2 separate regions of the Zea mays genome follow, and region 2 is linked to region 1. The links are chromatin contacts, called in public Hi-C maps. All regions are on one chromosome and are shown on one strand. The core of a region is the stretch at or near the end of the contact, and the rest is flanking DNA. Distances in the headings are between cores, read along the strand shown.

The links. Hi-C and Micro-C count contacts between places; a contact is called where the count stands out from the background.
Region 2: a contact with region 1 is called in a Hi-C map of endosperm, with 4 times the contacts expected there. The contact joins the enhancer-like site here to the promoter of LOC100273259 in region 1. A contact is called at or near these places in 16 of 25 Hi-C or Micro-C datasets (bundle sheath, ear, endosperm and 6 more) and 2 of 3 datasets of contacts at active chromatin or transcription factors (leaf and seedling).

The regions. Positions count from the first base shown.
Region 1 is chr1:40,003,486-40,010,390 of Zm-B73-REFERENCE-NAM-5.0, forward strand. It overlaps LOC100273259, which reads left to right and starts at 2,919. Exons shown (of 6, transcript NM_001147701.1): 1 at 2,919-3,057; 2 at 3,317-3,608; 3 at 3,720-3,817; 4 at 3,929-4,054; 5 at 4,136-4,405; 6 at 4,554-5,088. The coding sequence starts at 3,725. The coding sequence ends at 4,775.
Region 2 is chr1:40,036,652-40,043,556 of Zm-B73-REFERENCE-NAM-5.0, forward strand. No RefSeq gene overlaps it. Among protein-coding and RNA genes, the nearest start is that of LOC100273259, 34 kb to the left of the region's middle. Within about 2 kb of position 3,095, at least 15 of the 20 cell types and tissues checked have an H3K27ac peak or open chromatin away from gene starts, as enhancers often do. A contact at or near this core is called in bundle sheath, ear, endosperm and 5 more, where this site is marked.

The sequences.
Region 1 (6,905 bases), core at 1,669-4,168:
TACCCTCTAAAATTCAACTTATGATTTTGGACCTCCTTTTGAAAATGAAGAACAAGCTTAGGCCTGCTCCATTATAGAAACTTGACGATGTGAAGTACAGGGGCAAAGCCACTACTTCTTTCAGGAACTACCTAAGCTACGTAGAGATAAAAACATGCACCACAACAAACTCAATGGACTTACCTAGGTCAAGCAACTAGTTCATACCCGCTATTATAGTAAGATCAAACGAAAAGGTCTTAATTTCTAAGTGTCTTTTAACTCCAAACGACACTTAGAACTAGTTCGTCCTTAACCTTGCCATCCATCCTTTAAAAACAGAAACCAAACCCATAATCCAAGCATGAAAACCATTGATTGTCCAAACGATCTCCATCACTGTGACCTAACCGTAATTTGCTTCTTCATAACATACATCAGCCACAATAATCTTTGTTGCCATTAATCATCAAAACCACTAACATCCTAGATTTTTTTTCAATCTCCCTCTTTTTGGTAGTTGATGACAACAATATCTAATGTATCTTAAAAGAAGTGAGGTTTTTTAAAGGAATCTTATTTATATGAACTCTTAGAGCTGAAACATGATATGTTAGTTTAGGTTCATAAATGAAAGTCCATAGACATGTACAATGTAGGAGTAAGAGTAAGCTCATGTACATGAAAAAATAAACTTGTTTGCAACATATGCGAAATAAGAAACATAAATGAGCATATGTGACATGTTATAGCATATGTAGGGGAAGAAGACATGTCACAACATCACAACCATATCATACTTATGCAACTACAGAAAGTGTATCATACAATGCATGAGTATGTAAAACAAAGTACATATGAGAGATTCACACATAGAGAATATAGCAAATAAGAGCAGAGTGTATCTCTTATCCTCTCTCTCTGTCTCCATACAACCCCTATACCACATACTTTAGACCTCACCCCTTTGTCATCAAGGACCATCACCTAAGGGTCAGCCGATGGGGAAGATAAGACATATACATGTCGACAGCAAAAATCCGAAAGGTGGGCTCAAACAATTGTATGTATGGAGTATCATTTGAGTATGTACTATCGGGTTGTCATCAACTATCTAGGTCCATGTCTTTGTACAAGGTACATGAGTGCTACTAAGGTTGACTCCAGCGGATCCCGAGCGCGAACGCGAAAAGCACCAGGCCACAAAGACGAGCGCGTCGCAGAAACAGACGCGAGTTCCAGCCGCTCGCGTAAAGAGGGGAAGAAGAGAGAGGGAACACTAGTTTGAGGGAGAGAGGGAGGGGATGCCTCTTTTACGCAACTGCATCTGGTATCTCCTGGATGACGCTACAATGACGCTCGCTGTGAAAACAATGCATCCGCGACACGTTTTTGCGTCCTGCTGGACTCAGCCTAAAATAGACCAATTTAGAGTATCTGTAGCTATCACTGTGGCATTCTCTACCAACATTGGAATAGGCGTGACTAGCAATGTGGGAGGCTGACACATGAGGAGTACCTACTCTCACAAGGCAACTCAAAAGGGGAGTCTCTTAGTGGGTACTATCCTTTAGATTTTGTTTTGTTTATTGCAAACATATCGGGTTTGTATGATATGGTACACGATGCTCATGATGGGTTAGTTATTTTTGTTGGTTTTAATTAGACTTGATCCAACCTTAATCATATAAATTTTAATGTCTATAATAAAATTAGTGTAATAAATAATAATCGTGTATATTAAATTGATAGTGAATTGACTTAGATGCAGATGTAGATGTAGATTATTTTTAATATTAGATGTATATATATGAATTTTTAGAAAATAATCACATCAATTTTGAAACAGGCGGAGAGAGAGTGGGAGAGAAAAGAAAGAACATTTTAAACTATTAGTTATAGGTCTAGATCTAGATAGAGATAGGCAACACACATCATGCATGTTGTTCCATTGTGTTATCTTTTCTTAGTTCGCACTCTGCACACATCTTCATTAGTTTATTCATCTTTTTGCATATTTTTTCATCCTTTCTCCCCTCATATCCATGGCAGACAAGGACCCAATAATGTCACCTTTCCATGAGTTTACCTCTACACTCTTCTCCTCTCATAAGTCTGAGCGAATCTGATGACCATGAGCCCTCCTCTAAGAATAAGTTTAGTAGATACAACAACCTCGAACCAGGTTAGTTGGTAACATTTTGTAGTATCAGAATTGGGGGTTTTGTGTTCTCTAAAAGAGATTTTGTTGAGACCGACGAAGTTTGAGGTGACGATAAAGGTGGGGGACGTCACTCTGAGTTATGGGAGAGAGACCGATGGTAGACGGTTGAAAGGTGGGCGGTATTTTAGCACCCAAGTCATGTCGAAAACAAACACTTATTTTAGAGTTGAAGAAGATTATTGAGATTAGAGATGGCTGTGGTCATGAGCATCAACGAAGACGGTGTTTCACCACCAGGGATGGCGAGTGGTGGACGACTGGAAAAAAGATTGTGCGCCCCCTACCAGTCATGCTAATAACATGACCGAGCGTGTGTTAACCGTGTCCATATGAATATGAAGTACTAGTAATATATAATATGCAAGCCATAATAATTTTGTGCCTACTCCAGCTATCAAAATTCCTGTTATGTCCTCCCGTGGCAACACGCTCCGTCCCAAAACTTTCCAGAAACATTGAGGGGGCAGTTCGGGAAGAAGTGGGGGAAAATCACTGCCCCCCATCGTTTTGTTAGGGCCAATCATGGGGCGACAGCTGGGTGGCACTGCTCCGGAGGCTATTAACAACTGGGGTTAAGCGAGTTAACAAGCGCACGCCATTGGACTGGTCAGCTGCTAACCGCGGCTGCTAATTCCGACCGGGGAGCCAGCCAGCCACGGCTCGCTCGGCTATATAAACCAACACGCCCCCGCCTCCTCTCCTCCCCCTCCGCCTCCTGCTCTCTCTCGCCTCTGGTTGGCAGAGCTCTCTTGAAGCCTCGAGACTCGTCTCGCCGCTGCTCCCTCAGCTCTGCCGCTGCGTGCCTCCGTTAGCTGTTGCATTGCAGCGCAGCCCCGCGAGCCTTGAGCTGCTAGGTATGCTCGCGTTCTTGGCCGCTGGAAATGTGGGTCAGTTCAGAGCTCTGATGAACTCTGCGCCGAGGATGGGAAAAAGGACGGGATTGCTTATTAGATTTGAAAATCGAAATAGTGATTTAGTTTTTCAGGGTTCTAGAAAGAATGATAAAATTTTGAGGGGGCGTAAATAATGACATGACCGAATCGGAATTTGGCTTGGAATTAATTATCGGGAGAAGTGTTCGGACTGCCTGCTAATCTCGATTCCTCTCTGCAGCTCGCCCTTCACCACAGTCCTCAGACATGGAGTTCGAAGACCGCTGCCACAAGGTCCAGGAGCCCAAGTTCGACTGCCTGCTCTTCGGTAAGCCGCTGCTCTGCTTCCTGCGAAAATGTCGCGGCCCGTTGCTGTCATATTTTTGTTCCGTCCTGCTGTTTCCTCCTCCCTCTGCTCTGCCTCCTCACCGAATGCAAGGGTTTTTCTGATCGGTTCTCGCCTACAGACCTCGACGACACCCTGTATCCGCTGAGCGCCGGGATCGCAGGCCATGTCAAGAAGAACATTGAAGGTGAGGTTCCTGTTCTCCTGCTGTTACTGCCTGCTTCTTCTTTTTTTACTGTCTAAAAGTTCAGTGAGCTGAGTGCCTGCAACTCTTCGCTTTTGCCACCATTCATTTCAGATTACATGGTTGAGAAGCTGGGTATTGACGAGACCAAGATCGAGAACCTGGGCAATCTGCTGTACAAGAACTACGGCACCACGATGGCTGGACTCAGGGTACGTGTATTGCAGCTTCCCTGTTGCTTTGAGTTGTTTGCTTTTTCTATTAGTGAATCAGTGAGCTAAAAAGGCCCTACCTTTTTTTCCCCATTCCTTTGGATTTCCCAGGCCATCGGCTACAGCTTCGATTACGATGAGTACCACGCCTTCGTCCATGGAAGGCTGCCGTACGACAACATCAAGCCTGACCCCATTCTCAAGCACATTCTCAAGAACCTGCGCATCCGCAAACTCGTAAGCGTCGTCCTCAGGCGACACAAATTTCTCCTCCTTCGGGCAAGAGTCGAGTTGCTGAAACGTACGTACCTGTTCCAGATATTCACCAACGGTGACATGGTCCACGCCGTGAGAGCCCTCAAGAGGCTGGGCCTGGAGGACTGCTTCGAGGGGATCATCTGCTTCGAGACCCTGAACCCGCCCTGCCCGCCGCAGGGAGACCAGGAGCCCGAGATCTTCGACATCGCCGGCCACTTCGCCCGCTCCGGCACCGCCGACGAGCTGCCCAAGACCCCCGTCCTGTGCAAGCCTAACGTGGACGCCATGGAGGAGGCGCTCAGGATCGCCAACGTCAACCCGCACAAGGCGGTGAGTTTCCGAGCTCTGGCACCCAACACAATTTCCATTCCTGTTCCTGACGTCGCATCCACATCTTGAAGAAACATTTTTTATTATTTTTTATTCTGCTTGACCATCTTCTCCCTGACGAAAGCTTTACCTGATTGATCTCCTGCAGATCTTCTTCGACGACAGCGTACGCAACATCCAGGCCGGGAAGCAGATTGGCCTCCACACGGTGCTGGTGGGCAAATCGCAGCGGGTGAAAGGCGCGGACCACGCGCTGGAGAGCATCCACAACATCAGGGAAGCGCTGCCGGAGCTGTGGGAGGAGGCCGAGAAGGCGGAGGACGTGCTCTACCCCGAACGCGTTGCGATGGAGACCTCGGTCACCGCGTAAAACCCCTGAATGCCTCCGGTGCACCGTCAGCCGAACTTTCTCGACATCTCCAGGACCGCATCAACGATCACATGTCACTCGCTCCCCGAGCCAGGGCCGGTGATGATCTCGCGCTGGAACTGAATCCACCAGCAATGGCCGGGCCGAGGATCGATTTCCGACAGCAGGAAGGGTGCAGCATGTAAAGGGGGAACAGATGAGATCATGTTTGTTTGGGTTGGTCCCCCGTTGTATATGTAGTTATGTATCAGCCAGTCCTTTGTTTGTAAATTACCAGTATTTAGAAGTAATAAGAAAATGGGGGTTTACGTGTACGTTTCCTGTGCTCTGTCATCTGAAGCAATAAAACTGGTTAGCAAGACCGGAAGAGCGACATATTTGTTTCTCTGCTGAATGGCTGACAGCCAGATTTCTCTTCCATCTCCCCGATTCCATGAGACGTCAAGCTCCTTTCCTTTGGCAGCTGTTGAGCACTTGAGAACGTCCCGTTACAAACACTAGTACGTTTGCTAGTCGTACAAATAAGGGAGAAACATTCTGATGCGAACTAGTACCTGAATTTGTCATTAAAACGTGGGTCAAACTGCAACACACCAACCTGAACTTGTCATTAAAGTGTGTGGCCAACTAGATTAGTAAAAAGCAAAAGGTACATCCAGACACAATAGAGGGCAAGAAAAAGAAACACATCTCCCAAACAATTAAAAAAAACCAGGTAAATAAGTCAATTACACATCAACACCACTCCCTTATCTGGTGTATGATTTGAAGAATTAATCCATTCTAGATAAGCTGGTGCATTCATTTCACAATTTTGTGGAATAAACTTTTTTTGAAACGACACGCACAAGGTAGCGCGTGTTATATTGATAGAGAAGAAAAATACAAGACTATGATCATGGGAGATCATAGGCAAGAAAAGAAAAAACAAACTCATCCAGTTGGATCGGAACATCAACACGGGTTACCGCTCAACTATACTCACTAACGAGTTGGATTGGGACATCAACACGGCCCAGCACTACTCACAACGACCATAGAGTAGACATAGCACAACCGCAGCTTCCACCCACAACCGCACGCTTGCGATCATTGAAACCTCTGAAGTGATCCAGCGCCGATAGAGGAGAAGAGGGGCAGACACCACCACACCGAGAAGGCCATCGACTCGCAGGACCCATTGCCGCAGTGATGTTGCACCAAAGCCGACCACCCGACGGAATGAAAACACCAAGTCTGAACAACATAACATGCAGGGGCCTCGCCACATCCGCCGTTGGACGCCTCTCTCTCTCGTGCGCGGGAACCTCCAAACCCGCTACACAGCTCCCCACTCCGGACTTGTTTCAGGAAATGTCGTTAAGGTAGCAAGAAGAGGTGCCCCACCCTCTAGGAATCTTATCAGGCCTCCGAAACCACCACCGTGGTTTGAAATCATCTCATTGCTTTCCCTCGCACATGAAGTCGTCGCCAACGAGCTAGAAGAACGAAGATGTCGCAAGCGTCGTCTTCCAATATTGTACCGCACCGGATGGGTTCAGCCACGTTGGACAACCCGTTGCGATCCGTTGCAGGCCAAGTCATCATTAGTTGGCATTGTCGTTGCCGCAAGCGTCGTCCTTCAACGATGTCTCGCACCGCACTGGCGATTGCCGAGAAACACCAGGCGCCACGGCACGCTGCGAGCAGCCTAACAACAACCGAGTGAAGACCCCCGACCACTAACAAGAGAGCAGACGTCCTTGCGTGAGGTAGACAACCCCCTTATCGCATGCTCTACGACTGATTCGTCACCACCGGTCGAAGCAACCACAAACAGCAGGCCGACCATGCCATCGATTGAACGGTGTCTCTAGAGACGATGCCTCCTAGGAGGCCATGACGCCCACAGGCGTCGTAGTCGCCCGTCTAGGAGCTGGACCGGGTTTTCACCCAGAGACCTCGTGCAGCAGGGTTGCAACTCCAAAATGACGCCCTCAACAGGGAGAGCGCCGCCCGAAGGCGCCGTCGCCATTCCACTAGAATGAATCTAGTGAGGGCTTACGCCCGGATCATCGAACACCCGCTGCACGTGTTCGCCGTAGCAAGCCAGCACCACCATTGCGGCTGCCCCAACCGAGGGACATTACT
Region 2 (6,905 bases), core at 1,845-4,344, 33 kb after region 1:
AAAGGTAGGCTTCTTTCAAAGGCAGAAAGGGAAACCTTGGTTAAATCTGTGTTGACAGCGCAACCGATTTATCTTCTAACTGTTTTCCCAGCTCAGAAATGGTTACTTAAAAGGATTGACAAGATAAGAAGGAACTTCCTTTGAAAAGGAGAAAATTTGGATTCATGTAGTGGGGGTCATTGCCTGATAAATTGGGCTACAACTTGTTTGCCAAAGAATAAGGGAGGTCTTGGCATACTCGATCTAAAGCGCTTTGCAAGAGCGTTAAGGCTTAGATGGCTATGACTATGATGGACGAATAGAGACAAAGCATGGACTGGGTTGCAATTACCTTGTGATAAAGCAGATGTCGATCTATTTAATGCATCTACGGTTGTAACAATTGGTGATGGCAAAATGGCTGATTTCTGGAGATCAAGCTGGATTCAGGGTCAGGCCCCAAAGAACACTGCGCCAACCTTATTCATGAAAGCAAAGAGGAAAAATATCTCAGTGTGCCAAGCCCTTACAAACAATCGCTGGATGCACTTTTGTTCTCCTTACACACATGAGGATGAGATAAAAGAATTCATTTCCCTCTGGCAAGGTATCAATAGCACTCATGAACTCAATGATCTCGACGATACTATTTTATGGAGGTGGACGACAGATGGGAGTTATAGTTCAAGTAGTGCATACAAAATTCAGTTCGCAACGAATTTTTGTAAAATCAAAATTTCTCCTATCTGGAAAGCGAGAATTGAGCCAAAATGTCGTTTTTTCGCGTGGACCATGTTGCATAACAGAATTCTGACTGCGGACAACCTACAAAAGCGGGGATGGCCTTGCAATCCAATTTGTTGTCTTTGCAACTTATCACAAGAAAGTATGCCTCATTTAGGCAAAGACTGCCTGTTTTCTATAGAGGTTTGGAACATGATCCTATCTGGGGCCAATCTGTCATTTCTAAGTGGCGTTTCTAACCTCGGCTCGTTGTATGATTGGTGGAAGAGATTAAGGAACCGTTGCTGCAAGGAGTCAAAGAAGATTTTCGATGGACTCATCATCTCTATTTGGTGGAATATATGGTTGGAAAGAAATAACAGAATCTTTCAGAGACTTCAAAGATCTGCTATCCAGGTTACGCAATTTGTGAAAGATCAAATTGGGAGTTGCAGTGTATGTTAGATTGAGTTAGTGTATGTTTTTCTTCTTTTCGTTTTTTTCTTTTGCTCCGTCTTCTGAAGTCTGTTATCTATTTCTCTTCTAATATATTGAAGAGGCAAGTCTTTTGCCGCTTCCTTTCAAAAAAATGTATTTAGCTCAAAAACTCTATAACTTGCAACTCTGGAGAGTTAGATTGTTTGGATGATTTCAGTCAACTCCCCTTCAAGCATGTTCGGTTAAAAACGTATTAAATCTCTTTCTAGTTATAATTAAATAGAAAATAATTTAATCTCCTCAATTTCCTTCTATCGCTGTGCAACTGAACAAGGTTTTAGGTATATACAACCTCATTTAACATGAAGTCTCTTTGAGAGATTTTTATGAGGGGCTAATTAAAAAGATATAAGAAACGGACTCTCAGCACATCTGTACATGACTTTCCGTACGTATTGTTTCTTAACTTTATTTATGGTCAAAGGGCTCAGTGTTGTATCATACAATCTCTTAACTGTCTTTTATACTTAGAAAATTAAACCACCGTCTCAAGGTTGTACATGCCATGAGGACTTATTCGATTAGAAGTGAATTAAGGGGGATTGAAGGGATTAAAATCCTCTCATATTTTTGAATATTAGGGGATTAATCTCTTTCAATCTCACTCAATCCACTCCTAGCAAAAAAACTCTTAGAACTGATTTGGTGATCAGGGAATTGAAGAGGATCCATGAGAAAAAAAAAACCCTTGCTATTCCTCGTGAGTCACCTACAATTCTCCTTGCCACCAGGCCTTAGAGTTTTGATACGGAGCCCAAACACTCTTAAAACATGTTTAGCCTGGCTCGAAGCACAACAATGTATGGAGCATACAGCCTTCGGAGCTCTACAAGCAGCACAACAAACACAAGGAGCATATTGTGCCTCGTCAACTTAGTGCCCACGAGCATCTCGTTGAGAGACTGACACTCGCAAAATCGATAAAGTTATCATAAATGCCTAGCTTGCTGTCAATAATTAAATACATCACCTACCACTATTCAGAAAAAATATGAACATTAGCATGAAGTCGAATACTTAAATCTAGATGGCTAAGCTCCACAAAAAAAAATCAATCAGTTAAGCTACGCTCCATTCCCTTACGGCACATCGACGCTATATTTTTCTTAAATCAAACTATTTTAAACTTAGCTAAGTTTATATAAAAAAGTACTATTTATTGTGACTCTAAATAGTTAATGAATATAATTACATTTATTTTAAAATAGTATAAAATGTCAACGTTCTTTTATATAATTCAGTCGAATTTAAGATAGTTTAATTTGGATTAAAACTATACTATAATTCTTGTCTAGATGGAAGAAGGGAGTTACTTCAATTAATCACTAGTCACTTCACCTTCCTGTTGGCTAGCCTAGTACTAGTAGCAAGTACTATCGTACCAAAGAGTGGCACGGAGTAGGGAACAAACGACGAAACCACATACGGGAGACAGCCTGACAGCTAGATGCGAGTAGCAAGTTGATTTTGTTTTGTTTTAACCAGGCACCACTTTGCTTCTCTGAGAAAGATTGGTGCGCTGGAATACACATTTTGTTATTACTCTCCCTAGCTTCAGCCGCGAGCTTTACATAAGAGCGTGCATGCCATCACGGTCGAACAACAATTTTGTATATCAGGTGTCGACGCAGCAGTTGCGTCGACAGAAGACCGGCCAGTAAATGATGGCATCAGCTAGCTGCTGTCTGAAATTAAACGAGCACACAAATGCCACGTTGTTGTATGTCTTATATATACTCGTGCAAATAATGATGTATGAACGACGGCTGGCTCACGGCACCTTGATCCTGATATGCCGAGAGAGAGAGAGAGAGAGAGAGAGAGAGAGAGAGAGAGAGAGAGAGGCAGCCAAACGAGATCGATGATGTGCTGCTGCTAGCTGTAGGGGCCTGTATGCGTGCGTACGTAAGGAGCCGGTGGGGTCGGCGCCGTTGTCGGTGGCGAGGGAGAGAGGGACGGCGGAACCGGCCGGCAACTTCCAGATCGCCTGTGGCTCCGATTCACATCGCACCAGCAGCAACGCATCCTCCAACCCCATGCAACAACGAACGAACGAAACAAATAGCGGCTGTGGGCTGTGGCGGTGGTGGGCGTACGTTGCAGTGCTGGTCAGCGTTGGAACGCAAGTGCGCGCACGTACGTCGTCTCAGGCTCTCCGCTCTCAGCTCGCTCGTCGCTTTTTTTTCTCGGTGGGCAAAGCCCAAAGCCAACCAAAAGGGGCTCCAGCGAATGAACATAAACCAACAGGGGCTAGAGCTAGAGCTAGACGAGACGGCCGGCCTCGCGCGGACGGCCGCGGAGAGTGGCTGTCCTCTCCCGTCGCGCGCGCGCGCACTTCCGTCGTCCGTTGCCCACCAGCCCTCACGGCCGGTGTTTTATTTCCCTTCCAATAAGCGATGCGGACCGACGGCCGCGTCGCTGTCGCCGTCGCCGTCGCGTCCAGCTTTGCTATATATGCAACGTTCAGTGCCGCCTGCTTGTCCTAGCTAGCTTGGCCACCACCACAGATGGTGGCCGCCCTGCGAGTTTTGGTGCCTTGCCTTTTGTTTCTCTCGGGGGCTACACTGTCTCAGCTCGGTGGGCATGCATAAAGCGTAGCGCGTAGGTTGCGCTGCCTGAAAGGGAGGTTCTTCGGAGGTACCTTGTGCATCGTACGTACGTCTAGCAGGCTGCTAAACAACAAGGTTTGTTTAGTAGGACGAACAACAATAATTAGTGTGTGGAAGTGGAAGCTAGTGCCGCCCGTCGAGCGGGCGAACCTAGTATAGAAAGAAGTTTAGCATATCATGTAGGCACAAGAACCGGTCTCTCTTAGTCACAAATGTTATCCCACTCATATATGTAATGTAATTGGAGAGTAGTGTGCTGCTGGCCGTCCATTTTAGCTTGCACTGATTGGCTGCGTTTTACATACCTTTCGTCGACCGTCTGCCGTCCGCACGATCCCTACCGATCGCGCGGCAGATTTAAATGCTGGTACGGGAGAACTTTTTCCTTCTAGTTTAGGACTTGCACACGTAGCCTAGCTAGTGACACTGACAAGGACTGAAGCTGAAATGGGCTGCGTTGGCGTTGCGTACACATAGCTCATACATCATGCTGCGTGTTCAATTCCACTGAAAAATACTCCCTCCGTTTCTTTTTATTTGTCGCTGGATAGTGTAATTTTGCACTATCCAGCGACAAATAAAAAGAAACAGAGGGAGTACTACTTATTAGCTCATCTCTTCCACTGAAATTAAAATAGTGACGAGCTTATTAGCTTGGCTGAGAGCTCTGAACCATGACCAGAGAGCATGAGTCCATCGCTCCCTTCTTGACGTTTTCCTGGACAGGAAGCTAGCAGATGATTTGAGGGCGATGATGGCAACAGAGGAATTATACAAGTAGAAGGCAGGCAGCTAGGAGACAAGAGCTCCGGTGGGCCGGGCTGGCTATAGGCTAGATGCCCTGAATGAGCTCTCAAGAAAGCGTCGCTGGAGCTAGAGGCCATCCAAGCCGAGTCCAGCTCAGCGCTTATCCCCGGGAGACGCGGTGGGGGTCTGCACTTGTGGCGTGGAATTCTTCCGAGAACACAGCCACGGGAGGAGTGGTACGTGTTAGACGCGGCGGCGTTCGTGGCCACCGTGCTGCCCCACCCCCTGCAGCACGGGGATCGGACAAGCCGGCAGGCAGGAGATGGTCCACAGGTCGCCCAGCGATCCCGTCCCGTCCCGCATGGTGTCCCATCAGCTGATCAGAAGGGTGAAGTGGATTTTGGATCGGAATGCTTTTTGTTAAGCCTGTCATGCGTCATGTAAATCATCCAGCCCTGGATCTTTGCTCCTAGTCCAGCGCGGCTGGAAACACCATCCATGAGTTAATCTTAATCCTCTCTCTGTCTCTCTCTCTCGTCCACGGATTTGCACATGAATAATCCATAGAGTTGTTGGCAGGTTGCGTCGTCAGGTTGGATTTAACGAGGAAAAAGGTCCCAAACCAACCAACCGGTTTCTGAATACATGGGCTGAAGCTGAACAACGTGTAACGCGCAGAGGAAAACAACTAGATAAATATAGTCTGAAAACAACTAGTTTCTGAATCCACTTCTTACCAGCTTCAGAAACATTCACTCCTCGTCTGCTATTCGGTACCTGATCGAAAAGTTCCATTGCCATCTTGGCCAGTGGGCCCAACTCGACTTTCCCAAGGGCCGAAGCTTTCGGGCTTGAAGAAGAAGAAGCCCAGTGCCCCGTGCGGCCGTTAACGAAGAAGCCCACATCGCAGTCTTGCAGTGCAGGCCCACTGCAAGTTTGTTAGTCTGGTAGCTGTACAGTGTATGCGGAGGCCTCTGCAGACTGAAGTCTGCAAAGCGTCCTATAAAAGCTCTCACCCATCCCGTGCCACTGCCTCGGCTCACGCCAACGGCCGAACCTGGCGAGCTAATTGATCTGCATGACAATTGACAAGCCACCACCCCCTTCTCTCTCAAGCACTGTGTCGGGCTGGCGGCTAGGCTACACATCAGAGTGGGGGTGTGACTGTATAAGCCTATCAGAAACGGAAAGACATGGGGGCCCCTCTGAAGAAGAAGGTACTCCAGGTTGTTGCAAGAATGCTAGCTAGGTGCATGCACGTCAAATGGCGAAAGGATTAAGCAACTAACTAGCTGGTGCATTTGTGATAAGGAGGGGGGAAAAGAACGAGCCCTATCGTCCGTCCCGGCCGCTTTCCCTTTACGCCAGGGGATCACAGGTTGGGAAAACAACGCCGCAAATAATCATGTCCTCGGAGAGGAGAGACATCAGCGCCATCATCACGGACAGCCTCTTTCAGTGCACAAGCTGTTGGTTCCATGTCCCCGTCGCCCTTTATCTTCTTCTTTTTTCTCGGCTCACAACTCACATGCACGGACCATCCCGTGCCGTGATCACGTTCGCCCAAGGACCAGCCTTAAGTCTTCACTCCAGGGTTGACAAGGCGGTGAAGAAACGAGGGAGCAACAAAGACACGGACACCGTGACGGTACAGACTACAGCAGACTCTTTTGAACACCTCTGTTGCCACTCGAACTCAGGTGAACCTCGCTGCGAGTTGCAAACAGGGTCTCTGCTACGTTTGCCTCAATTGTCAAGTGAGACAATTTAGCGATTAATCACAGATTTTTAATGTCACATAATAAATACAAAGTAGGAGTAAAATTACACACGGTACACTTAGACCTGCAAACGGGGGAGTGTAAGCGGGTATTTTAGGTGGGTTTAAGAAAAAAGTTTATTTTGGTGGGTTGTGGTGGGTTTTAATTGTAAATGGTTTGGGTTGGGTGAGTTTATTTTGTATTGTGGGTTAAAATGGTTGATACCCATGGGTGTAGATGGGTTTGCGTAGGCGTGGGCTTCCATGAGTCTTCACTCATCCACACATGGTTCTTCCACACATGGTTCTTTTCTTTTCACTTCCACGGAGATTTATATGTCGTTCGGTGGGCTTCTGATGCTACCTAGATATGCTCATCCACTGTTGCTAGCTTCGAGCTTGATCATAGACTTTTTCCACTGCTGCTAGTTTATATTTCTTGCCAAAAAGATTATTGTTCATTAAGGATCTTTAACATATGTTTTTTGTTATTTTCTCGAGACCTAAATGTTCATCGACCAAACTTGTTTTTGTATCATTGTATAATATTATTGTCACTATTTTTTATGTCGTGGACTATGTTTTTTGTA